Regions from separate parts of the Oryzias latipes genome. Here region 2 is linked to region 1. Evidence: chromatin contacts called from public Hi-C data. All regions are on one chromosome and are shown on one strand. Each heading gives the region's core, a stretch centred on a gene start, on an enhancer-like site or on the middle of the called end of the contact. The rest is flanking DNA. Distances are from core to core; before and after follow the strand shown.

Region 1 (6,585 bases), core at 1,806-4,305:
CAAAGGAATGGCGGTTCGATCCCCGCTCCGCCCGGTCAACTGTCGTTGTGTCCTTGGGCAAGACACTTCACACAGCCTGGCTCCAGCGTGACTCCAGTGGTGTGTGAATGCGTATGAATGTCCTGGTGATGGCCAGAGGCGTACACTGACAGCCACGCCTCTGTCAGTCTGCCCCAGGGCAGCTGTGGCAACATCAATAACTCACCATCACCAAGTATGAATGAGGAGTGAATGAATAATGGACACACTGTAAGCGCTTTGAGCGTCTGGAAAAGCACAGATATATCCAATTCATTATTATTATCAATATATCCTGTATTAAAACTAGACCTGTAACAGTGGTTATGAGTGCACTTCTGACTTTCATTCAATCCCTTTTTCTGAAGTGTTAAACATTGGTTTTTTTTGATAAAGTAGAGAAACCTGTTAGCATTTAAAACATATTCATCACAAAAAAAAGAGGACTTACTCAAGAAGTCATTGTTAGAGTGTGCTGTTCTGTTGTACCTTGGCTCATATATTCCGTGACGATGTAGATGGGCTCCTCAGACACAACAGCGTAGAGCTGGACCAGCTTCTCGTGCCGGAGCTTCTTCATGACCTGTGCTTCCTGAAGAAAGGCCTCTGGAGACATAGTTCCAGGCTTCAAGGTCTTAATGGCTACCCGTGTCGTACCGTTCCACGTGCCTGCCACAAACCAACGCCAAATGAGACGCTTTTAAACTGTCAAGCCTTAACTCATTTGAGCTGATATAGACTAACATATGTAAAGGCTAAATAATGAGAATAATTATGCACTTTATAGTTATCATGCTCGGATGCTGCATATTCAGGCTCTTCCTGTTTACTCTGACATGAATTGAGACGTCCTACCCATCCAGACTTCTCCAAAGCATCCCTGTCCCAGTTTAACGTCCAGGCGAAGGGACTCTCGAGGAATTTCCCAGGCATCCCTAGCGAGTCCCTGCGTCTGAGGTTTGGCCACTGGACAGACGTCTGTAAGGGCGTGGCAAAGGCCATCAGAGTGCTCTGAAGGTGGACAACAACAGAGAATAAGGTGGCAGCATTGTAGAAGCAGGATCGCCCGCACTGTTCGAGTACTCACTGCGGTAGTGGAAGACTAGTTGCTGCAGGCTTGTGAACTGGGTACGGGAGGTAATGTAGAAACCGCCGCTATCCAGTTTCCTGATCTTGTAATGCTTCACATTCAGGCCTTTGGCGTTGTCATAATCCAGCACAGACAGACAATAAGCCCCTGTGAGCAAACAGAAGAGCAGACAGAAGTTAAAACAAGAAAAGCTTGGGGCCTCTCTGACAGCTGCTCTGCGGAGTTTCCGAGCAGCTGTGCCTTCAAGCTTCAAGTGTCTTGGTTCCTGTCCTTCACCTTTGGAAATTTCACCACAAAAAAAAGAATTAAAACGAATTTAGGAAGCTAGTTCTCAGACATAAAATCCTCTCTTTAGACACAATGTGTAAACATGAGCTGCCCTTTCTCTTTCTTAGAGTTTTTATAAAACAATGACATTAAGAAAACTTTTATTTTTGAAGTATTTGTTTAAGCAAGCTGCAGCATTAAAACGTAGTGTAGTCCTGATTACTACAATAAATAAGAAAGCAAATGTTTACTATAGAAAATACGACATAATATCTAACTTCTTATTTCAGTCTGTATCACATGGAACCAATGTGGCAGAAGGAAAGTCCCCTTAACTCAACATATGATCCGGTTTCTCTGAGTCAAGCAGACATAGCAGAACTACGCGTTATTACAAATCCTTCCCTTTGTTAGGGTTCTAGTAAAGACGAGTGATCCTCGGCTAAGGACGACTTCAGAAAGATTCGTTCTCAGACAAAAAATACATTTGATTGAGCGCAAAATGAAAAAAAATTATTATACAGATTTCACAACGGAGAACAAACAAAAAAATCTATAAAAAAAAGACAAAGAATTAAGCAAAAAAATAATATCACATTTTTGGCCATTTAGCTATACGGTTTTCCAAAAATTAGCTTTAGCCGTAGAAATGATTGTGATAGTTTGTTTCTTTGACAATACAGTAAGTGGAGAAGATGATCAATTACTGCATTCCAGATCTGACTATTAGATGAACCTTTGGCTCAACTATAAAAGCATAAAGTTCAGCAAGCTGTTTCCAGACGTTTGAAAGAAGCTTTGCAAAAAAACATTGCTTTGTGACACTAAGTTAGTTCTCCAGCATTATTGATTTACCAGCCACATCATTTACCATCATGCAAGTGAGTTTCCCATTCTTAATGACAAGTGAAAATTATTCAATCTCTACAGATAATGTCCCAAATCCACATTTAGGTTGGAGCAATTCATGGCAAACAAAGAAACAAATGTAAGATCTTTCATTTGTGACAGCAATCAAACGGATTTAGGAAGTGAAGAGAAAATTGCCTTAACAAAGCTCAGCTCCACAGCGAAGAAATCCACTGTTTGATCTGGAGCTTTCGCTGACTGACACTCACTCTGCTTCTTATGTAGAAAGGAAAAATTTGGGGCAAGAAAAGGATGCACCTTAAATTCACCACATGTGCATCATGTATTAAAACAGCAATCCTTTGACAGCTAAACCCCTCAGCCTTCCATGATCAAAGGCAAACCATTTTTGCTTTTTTTTCGGCTGAGATTGTTTTGCGCTGTGCATGGATTCACCTGCAAGAGCTGAGCAAATCACAGCAGTTTTTTTCTTTGTTTATGCAGGCAAGATTAAGTGGCATAATCACATTTAACAAATGTCACTTGCAGCATTTGTGTTTGCAGCATGAGCCAAACGTATCACTTCCCTGCTGTAATCTAAGATCATTTGCACACTATGCAACATGTCATTGCAAGTTGGCGCTCATTTGTGAAAAACTGTGAACCCAACAGTCAAACTGAATACAAAATCCACTCCCGCTCAAGCTCCTCTTGCTCCCCTGATTCGCCTCCTTTCTTGTAGATTTCCCCTTTACAGTTCTACCCTTCCTTGTCGTCTTTCCACTGCTCTTCTCAGTGTGTGAGCATGGGAACACTGAGTTATAGCTGGGGGGGGAACAGCACCCTCCAAGGCTGACCTAGTTCCGGTGCAGCAATTCACCCCTGTTCATTTGCAAATCCAACCCACACCGTTCGCAAGTAATCTTGCCCACAAAACAACCTCCTAAAGAGCCCACATGGGTCACAATGAGTAAATCTGACAACAGAAAATGATGCAAAACTGTTTCAGATCTCAGGCAGTAAAGCTACAGCACTAGAGGCATGAAAGAGCATGGCTTTATTAAAAGGCTCAGCCTCTTTGTAATATAGTCCTTGAAGATTATTCTGTTTTTATAGCAAAAATCATGTCTATTTCTCTATATAGACTCAGAGAATCAAGAGACTATCAACTCGTTTGTGTTTTTTTTGGGTCATTAATGTAAAAACATTCAAAACTAATGCAGTTATTTAATGACAATCTGTTTCCCCCATACAAGCTAGGATCAATAAATCGTTAGTGGTAATTTTAGTGCAATTTATAAAATCTTTATTCTGCTATCTTTGATAAATGCATCACTTAAGCCAAATTTATAGACAAAAATATGATCTACCGTAAATCAAAACAGTAACTTAATCCCTTTATTCTGAAAGGTTGCCCAACCATAGGTCCCAAATTTAAGAAAAGTCATTTTATGCTTTATTCAAACATATTCTTAGAACTTGACCAAAAGTGCCTTTTTCCCCATGTGGCTTTCTCACAGCTTCATGTAGTCAGCAGTTAGAATGATACGTGGGACCTTTTAACAAGTTTTCTCCTTGCAATGTGGTGTCCATTAGTTGATGTGTCTTGCCTTAACCCCATCATGCCTGAGTTTATTTCTAATTATATAATTAAACATTTCTCAAATGCCTTTTCATTAAATCTGATGCCAAACTAAGTTAAGTTAAGGCTGCAAATTAGTGACGTGAGGTGGGAAGGGGTTAAACATCTGTTCGCTCACCTTTAGTGGTCTCGCTCTCCCGCACCAGGAAGGTTCCTCGTCTGTTCTGAAGGTTCAGAAGGAGCCTCTCTGAGTCACGCCGAGTGATCTTCCCGAAATACCACCTGCCGAAGAAAGGAAGTGATCAGAGGGAAGCTCCTGCTGAGCTGCTGAAGCACACCTCAGGGCTATGCATGCATTAAAACACCTATCCAAGAACTTCCACACCCATTGCTGGATGGATGCACACACATATACCTGCACTAAGTTACCAGAGCAGCAATTGCCAAGACTTGCATTGAAAACGTGAATAAATAAATGGGCTAAACTAAAGATAATGTACTCTTCTGCTTGGATGGAATCTGAGGGAGCCACATAGTTGCTGGGGATGTAACCACTTTCTCCTGTTGTCAGCGAGCGAGCGAGCCACCAGTCCCCTTCTCTGTGAAGCAAGAAGATGTAGAGCAGGAGAGTCAGTGATGAACACAACTTACGACAAGGAGGACATTCTTTGATTAAACACTCTTACATTTCTGCTAACGATACAACAATGAATTAAGCACGACCAGTGCTTAATCCCTTTTGGGGAAATCACAGGGTTGCTGGAGCCTTTCCCAGCGACTGCAAATGCTGGGAATATTCCATATGGTTGCCCAATCCATGGCAGGGTCACACACTCACATACACATCAAGGGACAATTTATAGTCATCAATTGACCTACAGTGCATGTTTTTCATCTGTGGGAGGAAGCCGGAGTGTCCGGAGAAAGCCCACGCATGCACGTGGAGAACACACAAACTCCACACAGAAAGGACCCAGCCAGGATCCACAGTAGCACCTTCTCTCTATAAAGGGGAGGGTGCTAATCACTACACCAATGTGCAGCCCTAATGGAAAGTTTAAATAAAAGAAGTGCAATAGGTAAATCACTTTTCATTGCTTCAGTATGAAATTACTTTTTCTATTAAACAAATGCACCAAACTTGTGAGATAAAGTGTAAACAAATGACTATATATGCTTTGAATTGAAACTGGGATATGACCTGACTGTCATGGAATTTTCTTCCTTCATGTCTTTCCCAGATCTGGAGTTTTACGTCGTAGATGCAAACATACAGGTCACTTGCTTACTCATAACAATTAGCTCTCAATGTATGTGGCTGTTCATGTCTTAACATGTCTCCATAGAGTAATTGAACACCTCATCCAATAATATGGCTAATGGCTGTTAAAACCAGTTTTTGCATGCATTTTTCTTTCTTGACAATAACTAATCTGGTAATTCACAGAGAAAAGAATCTATAATTTCTTGCAGATCTTAAAGGTTTTAAGATTTGCAATTATATTTTAGCTAAGATGTGCATACCTCCATGAGTTTAGAGAATGTGCGTAGACTACAGCTGCATTGTTGTTTCCATCATATTACTATCATTCCAACGCTTGGAGCAAAACGGAAACAAACACTGGGGTTCGCTTTCCAAGTACACTCTCATCCCTCCTCCAGGCTCCCAGAATGGTGTGAGAAAACCACAATGAGAAAAGTAAACAAGCAGCCTTAAATTCTGCCCGCAGTCCCTCTACTTTTCATTTGATTCATCAACAATAAAGTAAATAGTTGCAGGAACAGTAGGAGCTTGGTCAGATGTGGGTTGGAGGGTTTGCACACACAGAGGGACTAAACAAAAGGGTGAGTGAGGTTTTTCCGGGATTGAATAATACTGACCTGAAGCTGTACTTTTTCCTAGAAGAGACCATGAAGCATGAGAAAGAAAGGAGAGATAACAGACACAGCAGACACATCAAAACGCAGCAAGAAGACACAGCAAGGCAAGTAGCACAGACAGAGAGCAGAGGAGTTGGATTTGCCATGGGGCCACACAGTGGGGATGTTTTAGGCTGTTTCTAAAAGAGATTGGTTGCTGTTTTGTTTTTTTTATTCTCATGACAACACTTTTCAGGACTAACAAAATCCTTACTCTTCTTTTTAAAAAATAAATTGTGGAACTAGCGGAAAAACTAAATATTTGTATAGATTTCTCTAAGAGCTTTGCACTACCTCACAGCAAGTCATTGCTCACGTTTGACCCTTTTATGTTGGCCTTAGACTAAAGAAAAGGGAAGTAGGTCAGACATATAGCAAGAAGTTATGGGTACAGTACAAAGGCTATAAAACAAAACTGTATTTTTTCTGATTTAAATGCCCCCAAATGAAACACTTTGCTTTCAAATACAGACCTTGCTGTTTAACTCTGTTTTGTTTCACCCACCCTAACCATCTGTGCGCCAATGCCATCAGAGGAACACTTTTCCGGTGTTATCTTTGAAGGAATGTAAGCATTCATCTCAGTGAGGCACTTTGCAAGTGTCTTAAAGATTATGTTGATGGCAGTAGCCCAAGAGAAGCAGAATCCATTAGCAAAAGTGGTGCACTCTTCTGCTTTAGTAAACAGAGGGGAGGCACAGCTCCACTGTTACCAGCTCGGCCTCTCACCAAGTTTCCTGTGCTCATTCAAATGGAAATGCATGCAGTCTCATGTATGTCTGGACATCTGTGTGTATATATGTTTGTGAAGCCCTGGCATGGAGGGAAGACAGACATGATTGTTGATTCTTACGTGTTG
Region 2 (6,585 bases), core at 1,877-4,376, 34 kb before region 1:
CTAATAAAGAAATTTGGGTTGAAAACCAATTTTCACACCAAAGTATCTGCAAATTTACTCAAAAATATTTAAATTTACAAAACACATGTATTGATTTGACTCAAAAGACTCCGTTCAAATCAATTAGCTCTACTTATAAAGTTGAGTTGCTGTTTATGAATGTTATAGGCTTTGACTCTAATTCCAAAAAATGAAGAAATACAAAAAACCTTGAGGGAACATACAGCATTGGGGCACTAAACTTGAGATAATTAGCTAATTCTTTGCTTTGACCCTTCATTTATATTGTTGACTGATTCAGAGCGCAATCCAGACACATTTACGCAGATACACTGATGAAAAGTGTTTACGCTATGAAAAACCCCCAGAATTGATGGAAATAAAGACAGCTGCTGCAAATGCATGTGACTGTGTAATGTAACAGCAGCAAAAATTAGCATGAGCATCTTCCCTGTCAGAGGTTTGAAAATCACCCTGACTAGCTAATTCGTACTTTTTTTTTCTTCTTTCTAATTTGCTGTCTGGTTTCGGCAATAAGATGACTTAAGATTGGAAAACGCCCTGCTTTGTTTTAAACGTTATCTTTCCCAACCCTGTACGGCCCTGATAGTGTCAGTTTAAGAGTGAGACCAGGCTGCTTTGGTTCAGATTACAGGTTGCAGTGCTTTGTCAAAATAATCAGAGCCAACTTTTGATTCTGGCAACTGGACTATTGTAAAATAATGAAGTTAATGCCACCGTGAACCCACCTTATTATTCCATGACATTTGATGGCACATTTTTCGAAAATTTTAACTGAAGTGACTAATGATTATATTTGCAAAATGAACGTCAGAGCTGCAGACATGCATCTCCTTGTCTTTGTCTTACAGTGATGGTTAACAGGCCAAAATAGAAAACATTATTAGTTAGGAGGTCTTAAAGCATTATTCATTTTATAACAACTTTACATAATGTGTTTCGGCTCAGAACTCTCATAAACTGAGAGGAAAAGGACATCGAAAATAAATTTCATTGTGCAGTGACCGCCCCTATTTTCTCTCTCCTCCACCCTTGTCGCCACATTCAGATGAAGGTCAGGATGATTTAAGGAACAGAGGGTTAGTTTTTGTTATTCTAACCTGAACTTCTGCATTTACCTCTTCCAGACCAGAGCTGTCCCAAAGAAAAGAACACCACTGTTGTCTTTTCATCAGAGGGTATCAGCTGCTTAATCCAGTGGCCTTGTTTATTTAGACAAGAGATCTGTGCCCAGCAGTCCCCGCTGCCCGTTCCACCACCGTTCACAAGTTCTGAATCTTGCTCCCAAGGCTACAGTACATAAGAACTGCCAACACATCCACTCACTCCATTCTTATCTCCACGCGTTCAACTGTTTCAGGGAAAAAAATCTCTGAATCTGACAACTAATGAGGTTTATTTGAGGCGGTAACATTCAGACAAGAGAAGTTGATGGTCTGCTGATGTTTTGGATCCAGGATTATACCAAAATCATCTTAGCTCAGACTGAATGTGGTTCTGGATGTGTGTTGGGACTGGTATGATAAGAGCTGGATTATTCTCTCACTCAGCTCAGACCTACATTAGAAATGAAGATTTTTTTGAACAGAAAGGTAACAATGCAGGCTGGCAACCCATCCAGTGTGAACCCCACCTTTGTCCAACAGTGGCCAGGTTAGGCTCTGGCACCTTGAAAGGGATACAGCAGGTTAAAAAAGTGGATGGATGGATGGATGGATGGATGGATAGAAATGCAAAATATTTTTTTATGTACGGTATTTTAAAACCCTGGAAAAGTTTAACTCCAGGATTTTGAAACCACCATTTTCTGAAAAATTTGCTGAAATCTGTTTAGTTAAAAAATGTCCATTGAACTGTAAATCAGTTTTTGCACTGCTGTGCCTGATCTTACTCATAGTCATCAACTCACCTGTCTCCTCAGGTGAAGTTAAGACATGAATGAAGGAACAGTATAGCATGCAGCTGTGAGGGATGGAGGCGGCAAAGTGGTGCCGACCTGATGATTGGAAGCAGACAAATGCTGCCTCACTGTTCGTCTCCTGGCCTTCAAGAATCCAGCCTTCCATGAGGGAGGCTGTGGCAGCTGGACGTTCAGCTCAGAAGCCCAGGTTTGTGTCAGTAATGACTGTCTTCTGTTATTCTTACTATTAACATAATAGCGACATTAGTTCCAGGGCCACGCTCCCCTGCTCCCAGAGAACTATTGTTTGAAGGCATCAGGCAGAGCTCTTTTTTAAGGCTCCCCCCTCATGCAAACAGACCTGACAGAGCCTTGAAGACACAGGACTAAAGAGGGAACACAGACCAACTATTCATAAGCCTCATGTCAGCATTAGTTGAGCTTTTATTTTTTAAATGATGATCCTTAAATTGAACTCTGCAAATAATTCAAATTATGACAAATTACATAATGACTTCCTTGTAATTATGAGTTTGTGGCCAATAATCCTTCCCTGCATGCCACTTTTCCTGACGTGTTCTCCAGAAAATGTGGATCTGTGGGTGTTTGGCGGGTTTTGGACATGAAAGGGCGTTTATCTGGTTGTTTTCATAGTATAAACACTTTAAGTCCACTGATGTAAGTTAATTAAATTTTCAAATTGATATTTCAGAATCCAACAGTTCTATCAAAACTATGAGTAGCTCGCTTGAAAGGATTTTGTATCTGGACTTACCTTGCCAGAGCAACCAGACCCCTCTTAACAGGCCAGTGAAACAGCTGTTTGACATGGTTCCTGCTTCCACAGACATCATTTACACAAAGCTGTCCAAATCACAGGGATGCTTTAAATCAAAATATGATCACACCATGACAAGAACTCATCCACGAAGAGTCCAGTAATTCCTTAAAAGAAAAAAAGCTCCACTTCGTCCTGATGGAAATTCTCCTCTCCTCTACCTGCAATTATTTGCCTTCATGATTAATTAAAATAATAATAATAATAATAGAAAAAAAGGAAATAAAAATCCTCAACTGAGACTTCTCCACACGGATGTTCTCCCTTCCTGCTGCTCTCAATGTGTGTGCATGCATGCATGGGAGCAGGCGGATATTGTGTGTGCTTGCTCCTGTCTGGCTCTTCTACTTCAGAGTTGAGAAGGAGGGAGCAGAAAGAGGGATGGAGGGAGGGTGTAAGACAGAGAAAGTTTTAGTTTGTGTGCATGTGGAGGGTAGAGGGGAAAAAAGGGGAGGGGGGGGTGAGCAAGGTGCAAAAGGGCAGCGAGAAGGAGTTAACACTGCAGACACAATGCTGCAATATATGCTAGAAAACATATTCTTCATAGACCTTTCGATTGGAGTATCTTGTGATTAATTTCTGGACATCAGATTTTAGACATTTGTCCCAGATTCCTGCCTCAGCACAGCAGCAAAAAAAAAAAAAAAAAAAAAAAACTTTAAATCAGTTATTTACTGCAGTTACTTGGAAATGGAATTGTTTACTTCAACTTGAAGATTGATGCCCGTTTGCTCTCTGTATGTTCAGCAGACGCTCATTTGGGACATGTGGCTTTGTGGTGTGGAGAGGAATGTGCTTCCAGACTTACGTTGTGTGTACTTGAGCTGGCTGGTAGGCGCTGTGTACATTCAGGTAACACCTGGATTTGTGCTGTTAATACTTTAGCTTGCATGTCAAAAACATTCATCTTCTGAGGATTTTTTTTTCCCAGATAACTTGCCGATCGCGCAACCTTGAATTTAATTTACCCTTTATTCCTAACTTTGGATGGCAGGCTACATCTGCAAAGAGGTGGAAAACAATAAAAGAAAAATATTGTAAAGGCTTAAAAGCCCCAGTACCATCTTTTGATCTATTTCAAAAGTCTTCCTAGTGGTATTTTAATTATGATTATACCGTTTTTAGCCAAAAAATGTTTTTTTCTAGGACATAGTTTCTGTAGAGCAGCAGGAATTCACTGGAAATACGCATGGCATTGTTTCTGCCACTCATGAGTGGAGAAACCCTGCATAGAATTTGGAGGTGGGTTTTTGATGAGGCGTGTTTTTTATTTCACAAGTATGTTCTTTCTCAAACAGAATTTTTCATCTGCTCCTAATTCACAATTTGAGCAAAGAAATACTCAGAATTGCAATTTTGAGTGTAATTTTTTTATATATATATGTCCTCCATCATAAGTAAAAATGCCACAAGAAACTGTTAAAAACACCAAAATCATGTTTTTTTTGCACATTTTTACATGTACAGCATTTTATGACAGATATCAAAAACACCAACAAAAATGTTTTCAGTAAGCTGAAGCTTTTGTAAGTTCAGGACCATTTGAATTCTTTGGTCAATTTTGTGTTGCCTCTTGCTTTGTTTTTCTTTTTTTCTCCTTCATTACATTCGATTCAGTTCATGTTTTCATGCATTGCAATGCTTTTCATAACATCATCTGGAATGAGGCGGCTGGCTAAGAACAAGGAATGACACCACCGTGTGGAAGGCTGTGAAACACAATAGTAGAATGTGATTTTTCTGTGTGACTGAAGCTGAATGTAGGCGACTATACCGTGAGGAAAAGTGGTCTACAGCTGCCCAAGACTGCACAAACCTGTGTAACACATCATTAGAAAGGCTAATGCGCACACAGACGCTCCAGTCACGATGATTCATAGGCACAGCGTTCACATGTGGTCTGGAGGAACTGTTGACACTGTTGACCGCCGTGGGGGCAGAGAACAGTTTCAAAGTTAGAGCCAAGTAAGAGTTGGCAGCACGTCTACAACGGGTGGGCTGACCAGAGCCCCCACACACATTCAGAACTACACACATACACACAAAGTCAATGGTCAGTGCAACTTGGCTGAGTGACTATGTTTTCTATGACACATTTGAAAGGCATCGTCTTGTTTATATTCCTTTTTTAAGAGGTTTGTGCCAATTGTCAGTCTGCCTTAACACTTTCCTTCTGAGTCGGGTCCTTAAAAGCACCAGAAGTTCTTCAGAGCTTCAAACAGCCTAGAAAACAGAAAATGGCAGCATCAGGAGATACGAGATGATTATATATGTATATTTTTTGGCATTATTTTCTCTATCCTTTTGTGTGGGAAAAGAAAACACACCTTTACCCAAAATCATCTATAAAAAGTCATCTTCCACTAAAATCAATGTTAAAATACAAAAGTTTACAATGTGCTTTGACTGAATCATTGGGCTTGAGGCTGAAAATGTCTTGGTAAATCTGGAATGCAAACAGACACTTTTAAGACCCACATGTTTGAGATGAAGACGTGATTTAACTTGCTTTAACTTTTCAGGTCTACCTGCATGCATTTGTCACTTGGATTATTGTTTTAATCTTGAGCAGCCCTTTAGTCCACCGCTGCGTCAGTAAAGTTGCATTTACAGTTTTGACATTTTTTTGGTTTGTTTTGTTTTTGAAATAGGGTTCTAAGTTCACAGACAGCAGTTTTGAATTTTGATCATTTATTTAAGGAGACTGTTGGAAAACGTCAACAGTGAATTTTATTTCTGCGAAGACTTTCGTAAAGAGGCTTTTTGTTGTTGTTACATAAACGTATCCACTTTGAACAGCAGTGGGTCATGGCAGTACAGTAGTCAAAGAAAGGGGGGTGTTGCTGAGATTCATGTTGTGAGGGCCTATTGTTGCTAGCTCCAATCGTTACATAACATGCTTTGCCACACACCTTGACTTTTTAAGGTGTTCATCAGCAGTGGAAAAAACCAGAAGAAATATATTTTGAAGAAAACCTGTGTCCCTGCCATTTTACTTGGAAAAAATTGATATAAATGACCATTTTCCTTTCATTTCAAGAACAAGCAACAGTCATTCTTTCTGGACTCCTCTTTGAACTTTCTCATCCTTACAGCCAGTCGTCACAGCTATTATTTTAGAAGAGCATAATCTAGTTGTTGATCTTTGCCGCTGGCTAAATGCTAACTTGCTGTGACAGACCCCACAGAGAGCGAGGAGGAGGGCGGATGCTGATCTCTGATCATAGATCTGACAGCTGGCTCCCTCAGTAGGACGCTGCCTGGGGTGTCAGGGGCTTTGATCCACTCATGGTCCTCTCAGGAATGCACAAACATGCAACTCACACTTAAATCAGTGTAGCTTTCTGATGTTTATAGTAAATGTACGCTCATCAGCTTCACGCTCACTCCCTTTCCTTTCTGACACTCACACACACATTGGAGCTCTGTTGGCACAGCAGTGCTGGAGTTGGCGTAAAAATCTGACAAATGGTCAACCTTTCTTATGACTAAATAATTTCCCAATCTTGTAACCAATCCCCTTCTGGGTGTGAGCTGCTGCACCAACCTCGGTGGGCTCTGTGTGTGGCGCGTGTTTGTTTGGGCATGTTTCCGACACTTCAGCTCACACGGACAGACACACTTCTCAACCTTCACTTGAGTAATCACGTCTAAGTTCACACGGTATGCAGCCTGACAAATAACTTTAGAGTCCATTCATATCTGTTGCTGACGTTGGTGAGGCCCATCAGCGCCCTCAGTAGGCATCTGACTTGATGTGCATTCCAGATTACATTGCACTTCTGCACTTATTTCTCTACATTTTAATTAGCAAAACTGAAAAAAG

Evidence for each region. Hi-C and Micro-C count contacts between places; a contact is called where the count stands out from the background.
Region 2: a contact with region 1 is called in a Hi-C map of embryo, with 1.6 times the contacts expected there. The contact joins the promoter of LOC101166122 here to the enhancer-like site in region 1. A contact is called at or near these places in 4 of 5 Hi-C or Micro-C datasets (embryo, fibroblasts and gastrula embryo).

What each region holds. Positions count from the first base shown.
Region 1 is chr5:13,753,556-13,760,140 of ASM223467v1, reverse strand. It overlaps src (proto-oncogene tyrosine-protein kinase Src), which reads right to left. Exons shown (of 13, transcript XM_011474984.3): 3 at 6,580-6,585; 4 at 5,688-5,705; 5 at 4,307-4,405; 6 at 3,985-4,088; 7 at 1,106-1,255; 8 at 874-1,029; 9 at 508-687. Among protein-coding and RNA genes, the nearest start is that of src, 17 kb to the right of the region's middle. Within about 2 kb of position 3,055, at least 2 of the 8 cell types and tissues checked have an H3K27ac peak or open chromatin away from gene starts, as enhancers often do. A contact at or near this core is called in embryo and gastrula embryo, where this site is marked.
Region 2 is chr5:13,787,318-13,793,902 of ASM223467v1, reverse strand. It overlaps LOC101166122 (protein APCDD1-like), which reads right to left and starts at 3,126. Exons shown (of 4, transcript XM_011474985.3): 1 at 2,697-3,126. The coding sequence starts at 2,775.